Regions from separate parts of the Mus musculus genome. Here region 1 is linked to region 2. Evidence: chromatin contacts called from public HiChIP or PLAC-seq data. All regions are on one chromosome and are shown on one strand. Each heading gives the region's core, a stretch centred on a gene start, on an enhancer-like site or on the middle of the called end of the contact. The rest is flanking DNA. Distances are from core to core; before and after follow the strand shown. Region 1 has its middle 98 kb from the start of Gm22312. Region 2 overlaps Prickle2 (prickle planar cell polarity protein 2).

Region 1 (4,663 bases), core at 1,701-4,200, 1.1 Mb before region 2:
CTTTTTCCCCTAAAAGGTAATAATTTTATTTCTATTTCATCATTATTTGACTGATATATCCCTGAAAACAATAGAAAACCAAAGTTTCTAACATTACTTACCCAAGACATCTTGTTCTTTAAAACATATCTGTTTATTGTGTGTGTGTGTGTGCGTGCGTGTGTGTGTGTGTGTGTGTGTGTGTGTGTGTGTGTTTGTGATGTACATGCATGCCTGTGTATCTGTGTGAGTGCATGTGCATGGGCAGAGGCCAGAAGGGGACATTGTGTGTCCTCCGCCGTACCCTGCCCATTTCTTTGACTGGGTCTTGCCCCAATGTAGGAAGCCATTTCAGGCTGTAAACAGGCCATCGAGAAGGAAGTCTGCTCCAGGTAGTAAACAAGCCCATGTTTGGTGGATGGCCCGCCCTTAATCCCTGATTGGCTGAGCAAGCCTGCCTGGTGAGGTGATGTGACCTGTGGTGATTGATGGGGGCGTGGTTGTGGCTGGAGTGGAGAAAAACACTTGTAACTAGAGAGGCTGGGGGATTTGAAGAAAGTAGCTGCCTGAGTAAACTGCTTAAAGAAGAACCGGTGGTTGTGTCTTTCTTGCTGGTCAAGTGGGACGCGACACCCCAAACTGCAGCCTTTTTATTTATTTTTTCCAGCAAACCCCAGTGATCCTCCTTACAGCTGACATAACAGATATGTATGGAATGGCTAGTTTGTTATTGGATGCTGGAATCTGAACTCCCATCAGCTATTGCACAGGAAATGCTTTCATCCTCTGATACATCTCTTCAGAGCCTTAGCAGTAACTTCCACTAACCTTAAGTAAAAATATTGGTAGATAGCTTTACAAATGTCTTTCTTTTTCTATCCATGCATATGCCTACATTATACACATGCAACATATATGTACAGTAACATATATAAGTAGATAAAATATATTATGTATACTTACATATAAATCTATAAAAACAAGACATCTTATGTGTCAGAGTGAGAAAAATAACACTGCTCTTTACTGAAACTACATATGTCACTCTTTCTTTCTCTCTCTTTTTTAAAGTTAATTCTATTTTAATGCTATATTTTAAGCTTTCAGTAGGCACGCTGCAATCTGTTTAACCACAGTGTTTAGGTATAGAGTAAGGGGCTAGCAGGGAGGAAAGGATCTCCCAAAGAAGAGGAAGTAGAATATATGGCTATTGGAGGGGGATGGGGGAGATATTGGAATGGGAGGATTGACAGGAGCAGATAAGAGAAGAGGTGGGTACAGCAGTAAATACAGGGAGGGACGACTAATACTACGGACCATTTGAGGGGTCATATGGAAACTACTACTATAATAGAAGCATCTTAAAAATATATGCATACATGACTAAATAGAGACACCAAGTAATGGGGGAGACAAAGTCTCAAGTAGACATCTTTCACTATCAAGGGAGTTCTCCAGTGCTTAGAAAAGAATTATATCAAATTGAGTTGAGTTGTTGCCAAAGGGGGTCCCATGGAAACCCTCAAACAATTCAAACATTTTGAAGGCTATTTGTTGCTACTGTCCACAAATTCATACTAAGACCTTATTGCCAAAGACAACATTTACATATCTCATTGAACATGGAGAAGTTGAGTTAGTACCTATTTAGAGCCTTCAACCCTACTGACTAGTGTTCTTGGTACTAGAAGTTATTCTGCACAACCCAGCTACAATAGCAGCCTGCCTATATGATACAGTACAACAGTGGCATGAAAGTCGTGTGAGTAACCAACCACTATCTGATTTGATTTAAGGCCCATTCCATGAGATGGAACCCATGACTGACAGTATTCAGGTGGCCAAGAACCTGAGACTAACTAGGTCATTGGCCTAGGGTAAAATCAACTACTATCATTTTGGAAAAGGAACATAACAATAAAATGACTCCTCATGGCATATTGCTATACTCATAGATCAGTGCCTGCTCAGCCATCTTCCTCTTACAGTAGACAGGAATTGATATGGAGATTTACAATTGGATAATGTGCAGAGAGTGAGAGACCTTGGACCACTCAGCTCTACATGGGATATATTCATCAAATCTTTCCCCTCAGGGCTCAGGGAACTATATAGAAGAGGAGGCAGAAAGACTGTAAGAGACAGAAGGGATGAAGCAATCTCCAATTGATAATTGCTTGCAAAGGGAAATTTAGTTTTCTCTAGTGGTTACTGGGTATTCAAATCACAGTTAAGGTCAGGCCCCATGGCCAGCAGTAGATGGCCAATGCAAAACAAACTCAATGTCATTTTAGGAGTTGTTGTTTTTGTTTTTGTTTTGTTTTGTTGGTTTTTTTTTTTTTTTGCTTGTATATTGATTTTGTTTTTTTTTTTAGGGTTTTGTGTCTGGTTTTGTGAATGTGTTTCTTGTGGTACTCTCCCACCCCCACTTGCTCTGGTCCGATTTGTTTTTTATTTGCCTGTTCATTTTCATAAACAAAAACCAACAAAAAAACGTTGTTTTTTGTTGGATGGGTGGGGAGGTGAGGGAGGAGAGATCAAGATCAGAATGTATTCTATGAAAAATATTTTCATAAAAATATGATTACAAAGCAATTGAAAAAAGTTAAATTCATTTTAGACTGATACATAAACACATAAATCATGCATATTTATGAGTAGCATGAGATGTTTGGTAATATATGCATTGTCCCATGCATCTGTGTCTTCAAATACCTGCCATTTCTTTATATAAAGATTTTTAAAAAAAAAAAAACCTGACCTTGACCCTTTATTACAGAACAGCACATTATTTTCTTCTGTAGCCCCGCAGACCTCCTTAGTCCTATGTAACTATAACGTAGCATCTACTGACAAGCATTTCCCCACCCTGTTTCCTTTCTACTCTCCCTGGCCTCTTACAAACACCATCTTTCTGGTGCCTTCTATAAAACCAACCTCTTTACCTCTGTGTGTACGTGACAGCACACACCCTTTGCCACTCTGTGATTGTCTTATGTCACTGAACATAATGATCTAGCATCATGTGTGTTATCACCCAGGACAGAATTTCAGCCTTTTCTGGCTGAATAGCATCCCAGCATCCCATTGTGAATTTGTACCAGGTTTCTTCCTCCACTCGTCATGTGACAGACGTTTAGGTTGAGTTTGCTATTCAGCTGTGATGAGCACTGTTGTAATGCACCTAAGAGAACTGTGTCCCCTTGCTGTGTTGTTTGGATACATACAAAAGAATGGGAGAGCCTGGTTACATCTGGCTTGATATAGTTTTTACAGTCTCCAGACAGCCATACTAACTTACAGTTACCCCAACAGTGTGGCTGGGTTTTTTTCCTACACACACTCACTAGCCTTTGTTATCAGCTCCATAATACTCACTGCTACAGTGAGGTGATGTCTCCTGCTACGCTCTCTGGTCGAGTCAACTGGACAAGCCGAAAGGCTTAAAAGTCACTCATGAGGCAAAAGAGTTTCAAGGAAGCTCTCCTCCTGGAGTCTAGTGTTCTCTACCCATACATTAATTTTTCATTCCCAAGTTCCATTACCGCGCTAGTCTAGAGTATGGATCCACGTGCTCTCTTTCAGTATTTTCCTATAAGTGCTCTGACATGGCTAAAGCCTTCCGCCAGTGTTCCAACAGTCCAAGGGTGTCCTTGACCAAGATCAAGGGTTTAGAATTCAGCAAGATTGTAAAAGCTAAGTCACTCCCTTACACAGGAATTTACCATCACTTAAAAAGAAGGAAGTTTCAGACCAAAGGAAAAACCAGAATAGATACTATAGCAGAGTTACACCCATACACACCTATTTACAATGGCCTAAGGGGAAGGTGGACTATACAAGAGACTAAATTAGGAACTGTGGCAAGGACGCGAAGCCCTTGACCCTGGCTTCTAAGATTAGTGAATTTTAGGTGGAGCCCTTGTTGATCCCAGCTGTTATCAATGTATTCTATCCTGGGTGGTTCCCGTTAGACCTTTTGTGTTTACATTCCTCTGTTTTATGTAAGATTCCGGTTACCTCAATTGTACCTTGCGAATATGTCACCCAACTTCCTTATTGTCCTCTGCATAAAAAGTCTGATGCTCGAGTTGTAAAATTACATTCAGATTCCACACAAACTCTCCTGCGTGTGTGTCTGTCTGTCATTCATCCACGCTTTGCCCACCCGCATCGAGAGACCCCGTTCCACGCAGACATAGGGACCCAGAAGGTCTGCGGCAGTCTCCATATAGTTTAACTAACGTTTCCTTCACAGGGAGTGACAGTGAATATTTTGCACACACCTGTTAGCCATTTGCAGGCCTTTACACAATCATTTATGTCCAGTGCCCACTTTCTAATGATTTGTCTGCTGTGCCCTCTGTTGAGCATTTTCCCCACTTTGTAGGCTGCTTCCTCACCATTTCCTGGGCTGCTCCAGGGCTTTGCGTGTGGTGCGCTCTCATTAACTCATTTTCCCCTCTGCTTCCTGTGATTTGGGGATTTTATGCCAAAGGATCCTTTCCTGTTCTGATGGCTTTATGGTTGCTTCTAGTAATTTTACAATTCCAGTTCTTACGTGTAATTCTTTAGCCCAGTGGTTCTCAATCTTTCTAATGGTGCGGTCCTTTAATATAGTACCTCATGTTGTGGTGACTCCAACCATAAAGTTATTTTTGTTGTTATAACTACAGTTTTGCTA
Region 2 (4,491 bases), core at 209-2,708:
GGTGACGTGGGTTTGGTGGTTTTGACTAAACCTCTTTGTTAATATGTTCAATAAAAACCTAAAGCTGTCTTGCTTTGTTTTGTTTTTAAGCTGTGTGGAAATAAAAGGATGTGGTGGTTTAGAATTTTCATCCTATGAGTGTCACTGGGAAACAGGGGTGCCATTGCGAAGTTCTTAGTCTCATTAAATAAAGGATTTAGAAATAGATTTAGAAGTCCGGAACCATCTTATTAGAGTGTGAAAGAAAAGAAGCTCTTTTCTTTTACCGGTAGGTGAAAATTTCCTGCTGCCGCCAGAAAAAGATCTGGAGAAAAGTTATGTCTTCAAGTTAGGGATGGAGGAGAAATAGAGGCAGCCTGTTAAGAAAGGAAGAAGTACCCCCAAGACTAGAAGTGGGCTCCTAAGATGAAGAAAGAGCCCTAAAGCATCTTTGATACCTGCCCCTTCCCGCTTGGATATCTGGGGCTTCTTGTCCTGCATATCCCTTGGATGATGCGGGGATACAGACGGCTCCCCAGCTTCTGTTGCAAACTGCCTTTCCTCATCTGTTCACCTTGATGTATTCTTTTTTTTTCCTCTGTTGCTACTCTGTCACATGAAGACATCATCCGCTATTAGATCTTATGACCAGCCATAAACCAGGCAGCAGATCCTGAGCATTTAACCGTCCATTCACTTAGCCAATCATTATCAAAGGACTTCGAAAGGAGCAGCTGTGAGCCTAGTAAGCAGGCCCTGGAATGGATGGCTTCTCACAGAAACTCCTCCGTAGTTACAGGAAAGGAGATAGATCATTAAGTGGAAGAAACAGTGGCCTGGAAGTGTGCTATGTCTCCCCTGTGGCCTAGCTCCAAGAGGACAAGAAAGGCTGAGATGAGGTCTCCAGTGGCCTTTTATGCATTAACACAGTACTAGCCTCTCCCCAGTTTGTGTAACATAGGCTTTTCCCAGCATCTTCCCTCAGCTGCCAGTTCCACCCTCCTTTCTTATGTTCATCTTTGGAGCATCCTCCTGTTCGGTTCTCCTGCCCCAGGACTCCTGCATGCCTTGCCTTTTAGAAAAGAAGGCGGAATTGAACTGACAAGCAGTCTAATTCCACAGTGAGGGCATAAAGCAGCCAGCCGGAGTGAGTGAACTACGCTAATGCCTCATGAACATTGGGTTTAGCTTTCAAAGCGGCAGTGTGAAGACCATGGTAGACCCTTTGATTGACAAAACAATTTGCTGAAAAGCATATTAATACATATTTTAAAAGCAACCATTTAAGGCTTCTGGAACATTTCCTAAAGGCATGAAGCCTGATAATAAAACATCTAACCAAGAAAAACTACTAAACCTTGCAAGGTGATAGATAGTCTGTGGCATTTGAACTGTGATTCGCTCACCTGGCTTTTCCCATTGTAACACAGATTAGTGTAATGGGAACTCTACAAGTATACAGCCAAGAACCAGAAGTCTAGAACTATTGTTTTATTTTGGGCGGGGCAGCTTTAAGGATGGACGACACCCTGCCCTTGCAAAGAAGCCTCTCTTTCATCAGAGAAAAGTTTTAGGCAATTCATTGCAAAAGGTACCTTCAAGAACAATAGAACAATCAGTTAGCCATGAATACTAGCTAACAGCTAACTGTGAAACCAGTAAATACAGACCAGTGCAGTTGCTCAAGCAGACTGTGCTCAGGCCCTCTGCCAACCACCACTGCAGGAGAAACAACTCCATTTAACTTCCCGAACCAGTCACTGAAAAAATAAGCAGACAAACAAAGGATAAAGGGGAGGAGTGGCAGTCACAACCATCACAGTATGTAAAATGTCCATTGCAACTAAATAGTTTCCATTTGTAATTTTGAGAATTTCCAACGGAAGTACTGTCTTTATAGTATTCCCACCACCTGTCTCCTCCCAACAACTCCTCCTATGTCCTTCCACTCCCTTTCAAATTCATGACCTCTTTAATTATTATTGTTTTACACACAGACACAGTCATTTATCATTGCTCTTATATATGTGTGGGTCAGGCTCACCACTTTGGATGGGATAATCCATTGGAGGCTTGCCCCTGGAGAGGACTGAGTCACCTCACTCAGCAGCCATTAATTCCCTATAGCTTTTCCTCTAGGGATGGCACTTTTTGAGATTTCTCCCATTCATGTTGGCAGGCCAACTGGTATTGTCATTGTGCAGGTCTGTTTGGCAACTATATTGGTTACCCTCTATAATCTAAGTAGCACTCTTGCACCCTTGGGGATGTCTTGCCCTGCTGGTCGTCACTGTACTTTGTGGGCTTCACTGATAACTGAGATTATTGATTGCTCTCTTCCCATGGAAGCTGGCCTACCACCTTTGGATACTATAAGAGCTAGTCCACCGGGCATAGAGGTCAGTTCTAGCTTGATTCCTCCAAACCCTGGGTCCAAATTGTATAATGTCTTCAGCAGTAGTGTCTTACTCTACCGTAAGACAACCAAAGGCTATAATGACAGCCTGTATTGTTTTGGAGGTTTCTTGAACTTCCCTGACAAACGACTCAAAGAGTGGTTTCCCCTGACTGGCACTGGAGTTTTTGTTGATAGTCTATGACTCTTGGAGAAATATTGTTACTCTGTGCTATAATTTTATTTAAACTATCTATCTATCCATCTATCTATATACACATATATACTTTATATATGTGAAAATTTAAGCAGACATGAAATAATGTAACTTCAAACTTCCTTAGCATCTTCTATCCCACTCTCCTCCCCAAAAGCATTATTATCCCAAGTGTACACTTCATACATATATATACATATGTGTGTGTGTGTGTATATATATATATATATATACATATACATATATATGCATGTGTATGTATGTGTGTATATAAATGTGTATATATATGATAAATGTATATACATATTGCATGTATTTTAAGTAAACATAAAATATTATGATTCCTATTGCTTTTTCAGTCATCCATAGAGTTCTTTATCCCTCCTCCCTTGCTTTCTCTCTGTATTGAACTCTTTTGCCTCTTTTCAGTTGAAGTCCCCCCATTTTCCTATTTCCCCCTTCATAGCACCTACATCCTACTAACCCCTTATCTAGAACTCTCTCCAACACACACAGACATACATAGACATACACGCGCGCACACACACACTCTGAGTCCCTTTTTATTTGTCTGGTTTCTGACATCAGTTTGGTTCCACATTCACATCTAAAGCACTAGGGTCTGCAAAGAAGGCAGCACATGTGGCATTCGTCTTTCTGGGCCTGGATTGCCTTACTCAGTATCATATGTTCTAGTTCCACCCATTTACCTGGAAATTTCTTGATTTTATTTTTTTCACTGGTGAGTTGGATTCCACTGTGTGTGTGTGCGTGTGTGTTTGTATGTACCACATTTCCATTATCCATTCCATCAGCTGAAGGACATTTCAGTTGTTTATATTGTATAGCTACTGTAAGTTGAACTATAATAAATATGGCTGAGCAAGTAAGTATCTGTGGAGTAGGCTACTGAGTTTGGGGGACATTGCTGAATGACAGTCTTTGTCAGCTATACATTAGATAGAAGTTAATATTCAGAATATTAACATAAATAACAGAGTAAGATCAGAAACGACAATTTAATTAGATTGTTTCTTGATTTTTCCTTTTGAGACATCTCTGCTTAGATACATGGCTCACTTTTTAATTAGATTGTTTCTTGAGACTTTCTAAAGATTTGTTTACTGTTGATTTTAAGTTTGATTGCATTGTGGCCAGGTAGGGTACATGGATTTATTTTAATTTTCTGAATTTCTTAACAATTGTTTTATGTCCTAGGGTGTCATGTGAGAAGCAGAACATACGTTCTTGGGGTTTGGGCGGAAGACTCTTGTTAGGTATCTGTTAGGTCAATTTGTTACACCATTTAATTCTGAAGAGGCTTATAACTGGTCAGAGTGCTGCAAAGAAATAGCTGTTTAATGCTCAGCCACAAATGGGACGCTGAATCACCCCCTCAAAGACCCAGGGAACCTGGCAGTAGAGGGAGCAGAAAGAAGAGAAGGGATGGAACATTGTAGAATGCTGTCTTCTAGGAGGAGGGCTGTGGCCCTCTTACACTCACAGCAGCTTTGACAGCCTGAAAAAGACCTGTGTGGGAGTGGGCCTGTGAGTAAGATGCCATGGAATACCATGGGGGGGGGTGTTCATCAAGACCTCCTTGCCCTGCAGATCTAGAGGCAGTGGTGATTTCTAGGGAAGAAAGCAATTTTTTTTCTAGTGTTGTAGTTATCAGTAAGAGTCTATGATTTTGAAAATAGCTATGATGAAAATCATTAGGTCACAGACAAACAAAAACCCCTAAAACCAGAAAAGGACAAGTTGAGAAGAGGAAGAGGCCAGCAGAAGTGAGAGGGACAAGAGAGACTACAAGTGAGAGTGAAAGCAAATAGGTGAAACTCATGCGTACAGCCAGGAAAGTGTCATAGTCAGGTCTCTGGGGTGCCTCGGGAATGACACA

Evidence for each region. HiChIP or PLAC-seq counts read pairs in DNA pulled down with a chosen protein or histone mark.
Region 1: a contact with region 2 is called in an H3K27ac HiChIP or PLAC-seq map of embryonic stem cells, with 2.9 times the contacts expected there. The contact joins two enhancer-like sites. A contact is called at or near these places in 1 of 115 datasets of contacts at active chromatin or transcription factors (embryonic stem cells) and 1 of 9 other capture datasets (embryonic stem cells).

Annotation. Positions count from the first base shown.
Region 1 is chr6:93,604,893-93,609,555 of GRCm38.p6, reverse strand. No RefSeq gene overlaps it. Among named protein-coding and RNA genes, the nearest start is that of Gm22312, 98 kb to the right of the region's middle. Within about 2 kb of position 2,950, at least 8 of the 459 cell types and tissues checked have an H3K27ac peak or open chromatin away from gene starts, as enhancers often do. A contact at or near this core is called in embryonic stem cells, where this site is marked.
Region 2 is chr6:92,492,793-92,497,283 of GRCm38.p6, reverse strand. All of the region lies in intron 2 of Prickle2 (prickle planar cell polarity protein 2), which reads left to right. Among named protein-coding and RNA genes, the nearest start is that of Gm38862, 90 kb to the right of the region's middle. Within about 2 kb of position 1,458, at least 6 of the 459 cell types and tissues checked have an H3K27ac peak or open chromatin away from gene starts, as enhancers often do. A contact at or near this core is called in embryonic stem cells, where this site is marked.